Linked DNA regions of Mus musculus: all the other regions are linked to region 2. Evidence: chromatin contacts called from public ChIA-PET and promoter capture Hi-C data. All regions are on one chromosome and are shown on one strand. The core of a region is the stretch at or near the end of the contact, and the rest is flanking DNA. Distances in the headings are between cores, read along the strand shown. Region 1 overlaps Gm20383 (predicted gene, 20383). Region 2 overlaps Eva1a (eva-1 homolog A (C. elegans)). Region 3 holds the start of Mrpl19 (mitochondrial ribosomal protein L19).

Region 1 (3,018 bases), core at 113-2,612, 98 kb after region 2:
ATGTTCATAGACACACACCTCTGTCCTCTGCTCTCCGCAGCCCACCCCATCCCCTTTCCCCTGTCTCCAGTTCCTTCCCTGCCTAGGAGATCACCCACTGCAAGGTTCAGGAATAGCACAAGGGAGGACAGAGGAGGGGTGGGGTGTCTGCCCGCTGTGTGTTTCTGGGAACGAAAGCACTGTCTATGGGCTGGGGACAGAGCTTACCTCAAGTGCTCAGAGCCCTAAATGGAGTATAATGGTTCAAGCTGATAATCCCAGCACTGTGAAGGGGAAAGAAGGATATTCAAGGTCATTGTAACTGTATATCAAAGAATACATAAGGCCCCCTTTCAAAAATATAAACAATAAGAAGACTAGGGAAATGGTCCAGTAGATATGTGCTTGCTACATGGGCATGAGGACTGGTACCCCAAATCCAACATAAAAAAAACTGGTGCCTCCAGAAGGAGAGACAAGGAGAGAGTGGGTCCCCTGGGAAAGACTGGCTAACCAGCCTAGCCCAAATCTGTGAGCTCTGGGTCCAGTGACAAGCCTCAGTAAGTAAGTGGAGACCAGCGGAGAGGGTACCTGTCCTCAACCTCGGCCTCCAGAACCAGAAGTCGTTCCATGAGGCAGGGTCCCACAGGCAGAGGGGCTGGGGGTGAAGGCTGGGTATTTGTGAGCCTGTGAATAGGTTGTGGGTGTGTGTTCATGTACATATGTATAGCCATGTGCATGTGTGAGTGTGCAGACACATGCGTGTGTGACTTTGCCTGTGTGCATACATGCGCTTGCAACCCTGGCAGAGGCTCATGGAGCAAAGACAAGAGGAGGACAAACAGGAAACCCACCCACTGCCATGCCAAAGAAGCTATGGGGTTCCTGCTGGCTTTGTTCCATCCACTGAGTCCCCATGGGGACTCTGTGACCCAATGATGCTCCTGGCTGACTCTCGGGCAAAGCTATCCTTTGTCTAAACTTGACACCTCACAGAGAATCCTGTATTCCAGCAAGATCTAGCCCAACTACTTCTCTTCACCCCCCATTTCTAATGTGCACACCAACCTCAAGGAGAGTCATGTAATCAAGGGAACAGAAATTGCCTGAGCCTTAAGGTCCTGAGCCCCAACTCCGCTAACGAGCTGTGCGGCTCTTAACTGTTCGAGTAACCTTCTCCTTCCTTGTCTATAAAGTAGCTTTAATACTGTCTATCAAATAAAGCAGTCATTGGGATTAGAAAGAGCCTTCCCCAAATACCCTCAGCCACTGTTCAGATGGCAACTGACACTATCCTAAATTGGAGCTGTGTGCCACCTCTGCTGCCTTTGGTTACTGGCTCCTCCTCCATGGGGCGGGTTGTGGCCTGGTTCTTGGCATGACAGCCAGGACTTTCTGTGACTTCCATTTAGGCCACAAAAACACTGGGTTCTCTGCTTGGCATCTCCAGGGAGCTTACCCTCAGCTTCGCAATGCTTTATAACTAATTGTCATGCTCCAACAAGCCTTTGGAATCCAAAGTCACTTACTTTATGGGGGTCAGATGGCTACATCAGTTTCAGGTCTGCTTTCAAGGTCAAGGCTACAGACTGTTCTGGATGTTAGGCATACGAGTTGCAGTTCCCTCTTAAACTCTCACCAAGCCAGGGTGATTTACAGGAAGGGTGCACACGAAAGATTTAAAATTTGTAGTCCCCTTGTCTGGGGAGAAATGTGCGGTGATCTTAGGCCTTGTCAGCCAGGTCTGCAGTGGAGGGGGGTGGAGGAGGAAAGAGACTCCCTGGAAGTCCCTCCAGGGAGTCCCCAGAAACTTTCTCAAAAGTTCATGTGCTACCAAGGGAGGTGATACCAGGATCCTTTTTGTTCTGAGCTAGAAACAAAGACTCACTGGGCAGCACAGGGCTCCTGGGACCAGCTGGCACCTGGGTGATGGTTGTGACTCAACTGAACGACAACCTCGTGAGCTCAAGTGGGGTCACTCCTGGACAAGGTTTCTGCTCAGGGAACAGTGGCTGTGCTTGCTTGCCCGCAGGGACAAAAGCCGCTTTGTGAAAGGCCCCGGGACTGTGAGGAGGCGCCACCGTGCGGTGGCTTGAGGAAGAGCGCCTCTTTTGGCTCTCAGGAAGGGGTGACTCAAGAAGCAGAAGTGTGTGTGTGTGTGTGTGTGTGTGTGTGTGTGTGTGTGTGTGTGTGTGTGAAGGCTCTTTGCTACTGTAATTGACAAAAACAAAAGGCTGTGTCCTCCTTTGCATTTCCAGTGGGAAAAAAAAACAATCCTTACTCCATCCAGCTCCAACCAGTTGCTTCCCCTTAAAAAGCAATGATGTAAACACAATCCAATTAGAATAAAGTAGTGACAAGCTTGAAGGTGTTCTGCGGGTGGGTGAATGACCCGAGTATGGAATGGAACGTAGAGGTCAGAAGTGACACATAGGTGTCACGTGGTGGTCAGAGGGCACTTTCAGGAGTCAGTTCTCTCTTTCTGTCACATGGGTCCTGGCATCCAACTCTTCAGTTAATCCCTGAGCCATCTCACCAGGCCTCTTGCTTCTTGTTCTCATTTCTCACCTTGATAGCCCTGTTAGAAGATACTTTTCCTGCCTCGGTCAAAAAAGAGGAAGTCAGTTGGCAAATGCTCTTTGGAAATGTAGTTTGTAAAGGAGAGAAGCCATGGGGCTTAGAAGGCGAACATGAATCTTGCCAGCAGCACTCAGTGCTAGGGACCAGGGTGGGAGGATCAAATCACAACATCACACATGGGCACCCTACGCCTGAGCCATGCCAATTGTGATCGTCCAGTACGTTGAGGACTCCAGAGAGCCGGATGGTCTAGCAGGATGCTGGGGGGAGCATCCGCACCTGCCTGCTGGGGAGTGGTAAGTGAAGACATTGTAAAAGAGGTGACACTGAAGCTGGAACTTGAAGGATGAGTCAGGGGTAAGGGCATAAAAGGGAAGGTAGGTAGGGTTGGGAAGACTGGGAGGACTGGCTGGCTGATGGGAGACTGGGCTGGAAGACAACGAACCTGGAGACAATGGC
Region 2 (2,732 bases), core at 60-2,559:
ACAGTAGAAGCCAGAGAAGAAGAAGGGGCCAAAAGGTTAAAACAAACTCCCAGAGTTAGGGGACAAGAACAATTCAGTGAGAAGCCAAGAGAAGCCACACTGAATCAGTCAGCTTGGAGAGGAACTTTAGCCAGAGTATGAGTTGAACCAGCCAGCAGAGTTCAGAAAGAGCTACAAAGGGTGAGTTTACTCAGCCATAAGCCGCTGAGAAGACAATTACATCAGGCGAATAAAAGTTACTTTTACAGAGTAGATTAACTTTAAAGACCTCTGGAGAATTCAGGTCACTAAAGCAGGCAACTGACTCTAACTCTGCTCATGTCTTGGGAGACTTACTCCCACTCACTATTATATATACTACTATATATGTAGAGAGAATCTCTTATAAACAACACCTGCCAAGAAAAAAAGCTTATGGTCAATGAGCTGAGGAAGAAAATAGGAGGTGGGACATTGGGCAGGGAGAGAGAGAATTCTGGGAAATAGTCAGAGGCAGGAGAGATTAGAGCTGTAACTCTGAGGAGATGGAGATAAACCAGAAGGTAGCTGGACTCAGGATAAAATGAAGGAGAGATTCACTCCAGGAACTCTGAGGAGACAGACATAAGAAGAGGAGAGGAAAGCAGCCATGTAACTGAATCCAGATTAGAATAAAGGGGATAATAAGTTAAGAGCAGGCCAGGGAACAAGCTTAAGTGTGTGACCTAGGTACTTATTGATAAATAATTCGTCTCAGATTTGTCATTCTGGGAGCAGAGGCTAGGAGGAAAAATGTTTTTGTTTTTTGTTTTTACACCCTACAAGGCCATGGTCTTAGGCCATGAGTTTTGACACACTCACATTGGCAATATGCTCCAACACTGAGCGGACACAGTGTGAGAACTTGGAGAAGTCCTTCACTTTCCAATCCCAACACACGTGGAATCACTTTGGACCCCCTTGTAGTCTTAATGTGAAATTATCCTCCAGGCTCATCTCAACAGTTAGGTCCCAGCTGGTGTTGCTCTTTGGAGGAGTTAGGAAACCTTTAAGAGGTGGAGTCCAGCTGAAGGAAGTGTGTCACAGGATGGGTGGGGCTGCAGATGGATAGCCCTGCCCCATATCCTGTGCTCTCTGTTCTCTGATCGTCCACGACGTGGCGAGTCAGCCACAGATTCTCACCACCATGAATTCTGTACCATGATAAACTTTATCCCCTAGAATCCGAGCCAAAACAAATCTTTCCTCTCTCACGTTGCTTCTTACCAGGCATTTGCTCACAGCAGAAGAAAAGAAACTAAGATAACCTTTTCCCAACACTGGACTCAAACAATGTTCACAGGCGTAGACAAAAATACATATTGCACAATCAGGCATATACACTCTCAGGGATGGGAGGGAGGGAAGAAGGAAGAGATAGAGGGAGGGATGAAAACAGGAAGGAAAGGGGAGAGTCAAAGAGGGAGGTTGATAGGTTATTGACAGGTGATAGAGAAATGACAGGTAATAAGTAGATAAGTTGGAAGAAAGATAGATGGGTGGTGAATAGGAGATAGAAGATAGACAAGAAAACAGGTGGATAGATAAGACACGCAGGCAGACAGACAGACAGACAGACAGAGCTCCCATTTACTGAATCTTTGCCAGGATCAGGAAAAACGTCTTTGTGTTCATCTTCTCCCTTTAAACTTTAGCACACGTTAGGACAGTGGGTAAGTACTAGTACCCATGATTAAACCATCAATGCTGGGGTGATCCACGTCCTCACGTGTGTGAGACAGAAAGTCATACTTGAGATGAAGGATAGGAAAACACTCATTCTGATTTGCATGCCCTGCCTTTACCGACTTGCTACACGGGCCTAACTTTTATAGTATTTGGTTTGTCTGTTTATGAGATAGGATTTTGCCATGTATCCCAGACTGGACTTAAAATCTTGCTCCTTCTGCATCCGGTTCCTGGGTGCTGAGATTATAGCCATAGGCCAACATGGGCTTCATTTTGGAAACTGCTATTCTCATTCTAGCCTAACTAGTTTTTCTCAGACATAAGAAAACACTTTCTTTTACGTGCAGCATCCCAGATCCAGACTCCAAGAGAAGTTCAGCAAAAGCAAGCAGACGAGCAAAGGACTCCCTGGGTAGCAAAAGGATGCTTCAAGGCAGGCTTCCCGACCTACCGTAATTTGAGTCATGCTAACTCACCTTTCTGCCAACATCACTGGAGTTCTAGACTGTTTGTTTTTACGCTCCTCTAACACTTCCTGCTTCAGGTCACTTCCCCCTTAGCCAATGACCCTCTCTGGGCTTGACCACAATCAGACATCTGTTAATTACCCAGGAAGCAGGGTGAAGAGGGCTTTTGTCATTGTTTTCCTTTAATAAATAAAAATAAATGTATTACTCTATCTTGCTTCCTGCAGGGTCATTGTTTCCATGGGCAGGAAGAGGCCCTTTGGGGAGGTCCTGAGGCTGATTTCATTTGCATGGTGGGAAGTCAGAGTGTGCCCAGAAACCTGTAGGAAGGCACAGCCACACCAGACCCGGTCTGATCAGCTGGTCTCCGAGCCAGTGAACCATGTTCTCTGCCTGAAGTTTCTTGCACTCCTTGAAGTATTCAATCTTTAAAGGTGAAGGAAATGTGCTTATGAAATGGGCTCTCTTTAAAAAGAGTAGCAGGGTCGTGTGAATTAAGGAAGAAGAACTAAGCAGAATGTCATCACGGAGCATCACCATACAGATGGCTCTTTGTGG
Region 3 (2,700 bases), core at 102-2,601, 120 kb after region 2:
AGGAACATGGAGGCAGGAGCTGATGCAGAGGCTATGAAGGAATGCTGCTTACTGGCTTGCTCCTCATAGCTTGCTCAGCCTGCTTTCTTATAGAATCTAGAAACACCAGTCCAGGGATGGCACCACCCACAATGGGCTGGACCCTCCCCCATCAATCACTAACTTAAAAAAATGTCCTACAGGCCACCTACAGACCTATCTTATGGAGACATTTTCTCAGTTGGGGGTACTCTCCTCTCTGATGACTCTAACTTTTGACAAAACAGCTAGCATTTATTATTCTGTTTGGAGCCTGTGAGAGCCAGGTAGTGCTGGTTAGTAAGACAGAAGTTAAGCAAAAGAAGATACTCATTGCTCCCCACGGAATTCATAACAACGAACTAAATACCAATAATCAAACAAGAGGCAAACGAAAATTTCCTAAAAGAAGCAACGTTCTACAAGACTGATTAACTAATTAAAACGTGAGTGACTTGAAGCATTGTGGTGCTGCAGATCCAGAGCCCAACTATCTTGGCCCATTAGTCCCTCAAATGGTAATTTATTCCCAACTTACTTGTGAACCAACGGCCTTGTTATTATTAAGGGACTACATTCAGCAACCGCCTCACTTCCATCAACCTGAAGGCTAAGAAGGCCATCAGCGCAACTGAGGCATACAGCAGAGACATCTCCATTTTGATATAGCATTCCTAAATGGGTGTACCTGCCAATGTGTTTAAGGAATGGCTTTCTTGCTCTGATACTATGGAATGCCATGGAATTGTTACATGTAATTGGAACATGGATTTGTGGTGACCTAAATCTTGTGTTCTGAGCCCCTCATTAATACTTGACTCTAGAATAAACTATCTCTTTTGCCCTTTAGGTGACAGTTGTGTTTTTCATGTAGGCACAAGCAAATAAAAGGTGGAACTGAGGAGGCTGGAGAGGGTGGCTCTGCAGTTAGGAACACGTAATTTTTCAGAGGACCCATGTTCAATTTCCAGCATCCACATAGGGTCCCTTGCCACTGCCTGTAACTCCAGCTCCAGGGGATCATATGTCCTTCATGGGCACCTGCAATCACACTCACACACACACACACACACACACACACACACACACACACACTCCACGCACTTCATAGTCACTCACTAAATGCAAATGAGATCACAGTACTTAGTGAAATGTACAAACTTGCTAACCCTGTAGAGAAGTGTAACTTTGCAAATTATGGAGAAGAGGAAAATTATATACATTTACAGGTATAACTCCCTCAAACAAGCGGCGGTACACCGGGAAGCAAGTTTAGTCCCATAGGAGCCACCGTCCGGCCACACCCCATCGCACTGACTTCTGGGAGTTGTAGTCCTTCATTGAGGGTGTAGACATGGCGGCCTCCATGGCAGAAAGTTGTAGGGCGTCCCTGTACCTGGCCCGGAGCGTCCGAATGGCCAGGCCACGGCTTGCTGCCTTCGCATCTGATGCCTGCCGTGTCTGCACGGGCCCAAGCCGATTTCAGAGCACCGGGCCTTCAGAGCCCGGTGGGTTCAAGCCACCGCCGAAACCTGTCATCGTGGACCGGCGCCGAGTCCCGGAAGACGAGAGAAGGTGAGGCGGCCGAGGCCGCGTGGGAGTGCGCACACTTTGATACCCGCTTTATAGCTGGGCTGCACGAAATCGGGTTCCGGGTCTGCCCCTCTCTAGATCACGAAAGACGCAGGCTTGGACTCCCTTCCCTCAGTTTGTCCTAAAATCCACCACGGTGAGCCTTGGCCAACAGATTCTATCCAGGAGGAAGGGTTTGGGGAGGTCAGATCGGCTCAGGCACGTGGATCCAGCACACTCTTTTTCGTCTTACCTACATAAATGCATCTTCAGAAGCTTAACAGTATGGACCCGCAGGGTGGTTCGGTTGTGAAAGTTGCAACCTGTACACCCAAATCCATGCCTAGAACCCATAGAGAAAAGAGAGACCGTACTCCAAAGTTTGCCTTCAAATCCCCACATGAATGTTATGCTGGGCGCTCCAACCACAATACACAATAATTTGTGGGTGTGTATCAGGCTGGCCTTGAACTCAAAAAAGATCTGCCTGCTTTTGCCTCCTAAATGTTAGGATCAAAGGTGGGAATCCCTATGCTCGGTGGAAGATTTCTTTTAAAGTCAGTTTGCAGCTGGTGATTTGTATATATTTTCTCCATATTTATAGCTCAGTGGGAGACTTGTGCTCATTTGCAGACTGAGAGAAATGCAGCGTATTAACTGTGACAAAATTGTAACAAATAGTAATTATGTCAGCGGTTCATCACCTTTACGCTCCAGTTGTGCTTTGTTTTTTTTTTTTTTAAGTAAGATGACAATAAAACATCTAACTGGTCTCAGGATTAATTTATGCTACTATGGGTCAGCTTGCCTGTGTGGTGACAAACACCAGAGACAGCCAGCCTAAAGGGAACAAATTCGTTTGGCTCAGGGTTTGGACAGTTGTAGTTAATTTTGCTTGGTCCTGGCCCTGTCACTTGGGCCCTGCAGTGACACAGTATAGCGTGGCAGGAAGCATTAGCTAGGTAAAAGCAAAGGGAGAAACAGAAAGGGGCCGGGGTCTGTGCCTTGCCTTCAAGGTTAGATGCCCAGTGACATGTTTCCTGTACCGGACTGAAACTCTTTAAGGCTTTCTAAGCCCCAGTAGCTGCCCAGGATGACAGCTAAACAAAC

The links. Promoter capture Hi-C pulls out the DNA fragments that hold promoters and counts their contacts. ChIA-PET counts read pairs in DNA pulled down with a chosen protein or histone mark.
Region 1: a contact with region 2 is called in an H3K27ac ChIA-PET map of liver, with 5 times the contacts expected there. The contact joins two enhancer-like sites. A contact is called at or near these places in 3 of 484 Hi-C or Micro-C datasets (liver and uterus), 10 of 115 datasets of contacts at active chromatin or transcription factors (astrocytes, cardiomyocytes, embryonic stem cells and 5 more) and 1 of 9 other capture datasets (embryonic stem cells).
Region 3: a promoter capture Hi-C map of liver shows a contact between it and region 2. The contact joins the promoter of Mrpl19 here to the enhancer-like site in region 2. A contact is called at or near these places in 2 of 39 promoter capture datasets (both in liver), 4 of 115 datasets of contacts at active chromatin or transcription factors (cardiomyocytes, embryonic stem cells and extraembryonic endoderm stem cells) and 2 of 9 other capture datasets (adipose tissue and liver).

The regions. Positions count from the first base shown.
Region 1 is chr6:81,986,210-81,989,227 of GRCm38.p6, reverse strand. The region is part of intron 1 of Gm20383 (predicted gene, 20383); the gene reads right to left. Among named protein-coding and RNA genes, the nearest start is that of Gm20383, 3.4 kb to the right of the region's middle. Within about 2 kb of position 1,362, at least 73 of the 459 cell types and tissues checked have an H3K27ac peak or open chromatin away from gene starts, as enhancers often do. A contact at or near this core is called in hepatocytes and liver, where this site is marked.
Region 2 is chr6:82,084,083-82,086,814 of GRCm38.p6, reverse strand. The region is part of intron 2 of Eva1a (eva-1 homolog A (C. elegans)); the gene reads right to left. Among named protein-coding and RNA genes, the nearest start is that of Gm40381, 34 kb to the left of the region's middle. Within about 2 kb of position 1,309, at least 20 of the 459 cell types and tissues checked have an H3K27ac peak or open chromatin away from gene starts, as enhancers often do. A contact at or near this core is called in adipose tissue, hepatocytes and liver, where this site is marked.
Region 3 is chr6:81,964,600-81,967,299 of GRCm38.p6, reverse strand. It overlaps Mrpl19 (mitochondrial ribosomal protein L19), which reads left to right and starts at 1,351. Exons shown (of 5, transcript NM_026490.2): 1 at 1,351-1,593. The coding sequence starts at 1,373.